Regions from separate parts of the Mustela erminea genome. Here region 1 is linked to region 2. A link is a contact called in public Hi-C data. All regions are on one chromosome and are shown on one strand. The core of a region is the stretch at or near the end of the contact, and the rest is flanking DNA. Distances in the headings are between cores, read along the strand shown. Region 1 overlaps RTN4RL1 (reticulon-4 receptor-like 1). Region 2 holds the start of RTN4RL1 (reticulon-4 receptor-like 1).

Region 1 (2,700 bases), core at 131-2,630, 71 kb before region 2:
CCCAACCTTCCCCTTGCCAGGCTCGCCTCCCACGCCCACCACCCCTCACAGGGTTCCCAGTCCTCAACTCCTAGCTCTCTGCTGATATCCCAAACCAGCACGATGCTGCTGTTAACCCTCCAGCCTTCTGCCTCGAATACTCCCCGCACTCTTCTTTGGCCACCTCCTCATCCTGTTAGAGCCATCAGGTGTCACCCTCACCTGGAAGTCCTCCTGGACCGTCCTCACCTCAGTTGACTTTCTCACGGTGGGGGAAGGGCCACTACCAGAGGCACCAATCACATACTCCTCATAGGAGAGTCACATCTTCCCACTTTTATGTCCCAAGAGCCTGCGCCAACGGCGGGCACATGTAGGCCTTTGATCAGCACTTGTTGAAGGGAAAGAGCTGAGTGAAGATGGCAGAGGGGTGACCCTGTTAGGAACAGAGGAGGAGGACAGGATTCCCAGGGGCAAGAAGCCACATCTCCAGGCCCTGGCCCACCCAGGAGGAATGCTGCGTCTGGTGACCAGAGAGGTCTAGCCCCTGGCTTGTCAACTTGCTCTGGTGCTTTGGGCAATGGTGCCATCGTTCCTGTGTGGCCTGTGAGCTGCTGAGTGACAAGTGATGTCATTCACGATAGAGCCGCTTTCATTCCCGCTACCTCTTAGAGGAGAAAGCTGCTAAAAATACACCCGCCGTCCTGGGCCCCTCTGCCTTGCCTCTAATAACAATCGGCAGCCAGAGACCGAGCTGCACTTGACAGAGGCGGTCATTTATAAAACATTAGCATTTCTCGTACTGACATTTCACTTTCATATTGCAGGACTTACTAAGTCTGTTTAAAAAAATTTAATAAAGTGTTTGGACTCTTGATTTTCCCACTGAGGGCTTTGCTGTCTGACGCTGGAAATGAAATCAACAACAGGACAACATCCTCGGGTTCCGAGGGACAGCCGGGCCCTGGCACCGGCCTGGGGAAGAGCAGGCGGGCAGCGGGAGAGCATGTGTTTTGCTCTGCCGTCCCCGCGCTCCTGTTAGTGCAGGTTTCAAGCCTTGTACAGAGGAAGATTGTTCAGTCCCACCTGAAAACCCAGCTCTCCCCTCTCTACTGAGGAGAGAACTGCCTCATTTCTCTGAAGCGAGAGGGGCAGGTGCAGCCCCCAGACCCTCTCTGCTGCTGTCTCAGTGGATCCCTGGCCTCCTGGGAAGCCCTCTGGGCCCCAGGAACTGGCAGCTCCCTTCCGGCCACTCCTGAGGCCCTGAAGAATCCACAGCTCAGCTGCCGCGGGTGCGGCTCTTGGGAACCAGCCAGGAAGGATCCTGGACCAGCCTGGTCCAGAAAGAGCCGCAGAGACTGGGCCGATCCACAGCCAGGGTGTGGGAAGTGAGTCATGTTCCGTGAGGGTGAGGGAAGAACCCTAGAACGGAGAACGTGTGTGTGTGTGTGTGCGTGTGTTCGCATGCGTGTGCACACATGCATCCCAGTGAGTCAGCGTGCCCCTGCCCCATATGGCTCCTCCCGCCAGCAAACACACTGTGCCCGGCCAGGCTCGCCCACCCCACAAAGCCTGCGATCTGCCACCACTTCAGGAATGTAGGGTTAGGAAATGAGAAACAGGGTTCTTGTCCAAGAGAATTTTTTTATTATTGTTTTTCTCTTTTCATTGGATTCGGTGTTTCTTGCTCCTCACACACATCCTCTCTGGTGGGGAATTCAGGTTTGGGCAGAGCTCAGAGGAGATGGTACCCAGCGGGGCCCTGGCTGGCAGCATGGCCAACCTTGACTGGAGCCGCTGTCCCCTGACTGGGCTTGCCTGTTCCATGCCCTGCACACATCCCCACTCCTGACCCCTGAGTCTGGCCCCCTCCGCCACCGCAGCAGGTCCCTGGGCATCTTCAGAAGGGTCAGGAGGGAGGGGGCCTCCGTAACGCAGAAATGCCTGAGATGGTTCTTGAAATGCCCTCTTTGTTCCCCTTCTGCTAAGGCCACCTGATGCTTTCTCTCCTGCCACCGAGCACAGGACTCTTGCTGGGCTGGCCATCAAAGAGCCTCAAGGAAAAACTCAGCAGCTGAGCTGTGCTGGAGTCCTGGGCTCATGCCCGGAGTTTCCCCAGCCTGTCCAGACCGTCACTGGCAAAAATGCTAGGCCAACGGACGATGACACTGCCCAGCCTCTTGGGCTAACACTGTGGTTGCTGCCTGCCCGTCGGCAAAAAAAAAGACCCAGAGCCCCTCCTGGTTCCCTTCTCCATCAAGCCCTCCCCTAGGGCCTGGCTCCCTGATGTCCCATGAGCTGCTTCTCACTTCTCGCCCCTGACAACGACCCCTGGTACAGTGGGGGTGATGGGGTGCTCTGGGGTGGCAGCCGGACTTGTGTTGCATATAAAAACAAGGCGATGCTCTAAACATCGAAGAAGATTGGTCCCCTGAAGTGATTCTTGCTGCCTCCCCTTCTTCTCCCTGGCCCTTCCCACTGACACTTTGCCCTAGATCCTGGCAAGACCAGGTTATGACAGGGACTGTCATTGCCAGGTTGGAATTCTAGACAAAAACCCTACAACTCTTCTCTTGCTAGAAATCACCAATACAACCCTTAGTTCAACAGATATAGTTTTCTGTATAGTTTATAAACATGAGAAGACATACAGTTTGGTAGGGGATGGGGAGGGGCCCTGTGCATGTGTGTGGACAGTGTGTGTGTATATATATATATATA
Region 2 (2,700 bases), core at 197-2,696:
GCAGCTGGAGACCGCGTTTGCGGGCTCCCGGCGTGGTCACCTGCCCTCCCTGGGCCCCGGGGACAGCTCCCCGCGCGGCAGCCACGTGGGGGCGCGGCGGGACTTCCCCAGCACCCGCGCCAACTTTGCAGCGCTCTGCAATGAGCCGGGCTGCGGGGGAAAGGGGGGCAGGGGGAGGGTGGTTGTGGTTAGGTGGTCGCGGGGCCAGCTCTCCTCAAGTTGAGCCTGGCACCTGCCGCGCACGGAGCGGGTACGGCCCCCGCCTTCCCATCTCGCTGCTCCAGGCATAAGGAAAGTTTGAAGAACAGGACGGCAGGCGCTAGCCACCTCCCCTGGGCTGCTGGGTGCCCAGAGCCCGTCCCTGAGGACTAAAGCAGGACTGTAGGTAGGGAAGATGCCCACGTCCCGGCCCCGCCTGAGAAGCGAGGGCGCGCAGTGAGCGCCCGGGCGGCGCGGTGACTGACCGCTGGCCGCCCTGGAGCGCGGGCCGCACCCGGCCCCGCCAAAGCGGCAGAACTGGCAGCATGTGCCCACGCAGCGGAAGGAGTCTGCGACTGCAAAACTTTATAATGGCAAAGCAAAGGTCCCAGAAGGCCGGCTTCCTTTCCATCATGGGTAGCTCACAGTGGTCTCGAAATGACCTCGCCGAGCCAGATCCCTAGGCCTGGCCGCTTGATCCATGGCGCAAATCCCGTGTCTCGCAACCGGCCACAGACAGGGGCTGAGCTCCAGCAGCAAACCCTCCGCAGGTGCGTCCCGGCAAAGCCCGCCAGCCCGCCAGCCCGCCAGCCGCTGCTTCCCGGGCCAGGAGCTCGGGCGCGGGAGAGCGCTCGGGTGGCTCCCGGGCTCGAGGCTCGGCCGCGTGTGCACTCAACTCCAACTTGCCCCTTCGGCTCCAACTCACCTTTTCGAAGCATGTTGGCCGCGGGGCCGCCACTCGGAGGTCGGCCTAGGCGCGCTCCCTGCCGGAGTCCGGATTCAAATCCTTGGGTGCCGGCTACAGCTAATCCGAGCGCGTCGAGGCGGGGGCAAGCCGGGGATCCGCTTGTGCCCGGCAGCCCGGCCCCTCAGGGGCATGGTGAGCCCAAACCCAGCGCCGAGGGCACCGGCGCCCACTAGCAACCGCGGCGCTGCCTGGCAGCCCGGCGCGCTCGTTCAGCCCCGGGACAAGCGGCTTGCTCCGCGGAGCCGGCGGCCTGCTTCTGCAGCCCCGAGCTCTTTGCAGGCGGTTTTGAGGGGGGACGCCGCCCCCCGGCCGCCCGGCCGCCGGGCCGCGGCCCCCTCCTCTCCGCCCCCTCGGGCCGCCGCCGCCGCGGCTGCTGCAAAAGGGCGCTCGCACGCACCGCCGAGCTCCGGGGAAAGCGCCCGGCGCGCGTTTGCCGGACGAAGCGATCGGCGGAGCGGGGCGCCTCCCTTCCTCCCCCCCACCCCCCGGCTTCCCCCACCTTTTCTCCTCCCTTCCTCCCTCCCTCGCTCGCTAGCTCCCTCCCTCTCGCTCCGCTCCCCGCCCCCGCTCACGGAGCGCCTCCCATACAAAATTTATGAAAGTGCTCTCAGCTCGCGGTGCCGAGCGCCGTCCTATTCCCAGGGCAGCGGCGCTCAGCAGCGCGGCGCCGCCTCCCAAGGTGTTTTCGCTGCGCCCGCCCCTAGGGACGATCCTTGGCCCGTGTGGGTCCGAGTACCTGCCCCAGGCCCTGGGCAGCCGTCGGGCTACTCGAAAGCCCCTTCTCGGCCCCGCGGGCTTCCCGGAGCTCGCGCCCGCAGCCCAACCCCCGTCTGCTCGCCCTTCGTGGCTGGAGGTCACTGAGAGAGGCGGCTGGAAGCGTGCGCTCTGCCCACTGGCTGGGACAGGAGGACTGCCACCCAGAGACCCCGATCACAAGTCTGCACTCCTGCCCATATCCTCTCTAGGCGACTTCGCTTCCTTCTTGGAGGCTCGACGGCTCCTCCCCGCCCAGGACAGCTCCGGAAAACCCAGCCGCTTCGCATCCCGCGTCCCAGGATACTATTCCTTTGGGGGGTAGGTGTGGCGCGCCCCCAGACTGGTCTAGCCCACGCAGCAAGCAGTCAGTGAGGCCCAATTCCAAATTCTAGAGTGAGGAAGGGACTAGTGTGGGGCTCAGATGGGCTATCCCCGCCTAGGGGGGTGTCCCCGATCTCCTTCAGTCTACACCGACCCCGCCCGGGGCTTCCAGGAAAATGGAGGAGGCACCGCTTAGAAAGCAGGTCCCGCAGGGGGCCAGTTGGGCTGAACAGAAAAGGTTCAGGCCAGGCGAGATCCTGGGTGGAGGCGGCACCCCCTACTGGCCTGGAATAAGAGGGGTCCTAGGAAAGGAAGAAGAGGGCGCTAAGTCACTCATTCAACGTGCATTTACTGAGGGTCAATTCGTGGGGCATTACTATTCCTAGGGATTCAGCCAGTGAAAAAGACAAGGTCTCTGCATTCAATGGCACCAAGGCTCTGGGTTTCCGCTAACTACATAGGCATGTAACTACAAGAGCTTAGGGCATAGCTGGGGAAGAAAGACCCACAAGGCATCTTAGAATGTGACAGGAGGAGAAACAAAGTGTTGGGGGCTCTACTAGCTCTGTGAGGGGGGTGAAGGTGAAGGATGATCAAAGAAGCCTTCATCAAAGGGATGCCATTTAGGTTGGGGCTTGAGGGTTGAGTTATCAGTCTGAGAAGAAAAAGGGCATTCA

What was found. Hi-C and Micro-C count contacts between places; a contact is called where the count stands out from the background.
Region 1: a contact with region 2 is called in a Hi-C map of skeletal muscle, with 8 times the contacts expected there. The contact joins the enhancer-like site here to the promoter of RTN4RL1 in region 2. A contact is called at or near these places in 2 of 3 Hi-C or Micro-C datasets (fibroblasts and skeletal muscle).

Annotation. Positions count from the first base shown.
Region 1 is chr18:16,533,696-16,536,395 of mMusErm1.Pri, reverse strand. RTN4RL1 (reticulon-4 receptor-like 1) reads right to left here. Exons shown (of 2, transcript XM_032320509.1): 2 at 1-2,700. Among named protein-coding and RNA genes, the nearest start is that of RTN4RL1, 71 kb to the right of the region's middle. Within about 2 kb of position 1,380, the one cell type or tissue checked has open chromatin away from gene starts, as enhancers often do. A contact at or near this core is called in fibroblasts, where this site is marked.
Region 2 is chr18:16,463,114-16,465,813 of mMusErm1.Pri, reverse strand. RTN4RL1 (reticulon-4 receptor-like 1) reads right to left here and starts at 1,446. Exons shown (of 2, transcript XM_032320509.1): 1 at 905-1,446. The coding sequence starts at 917.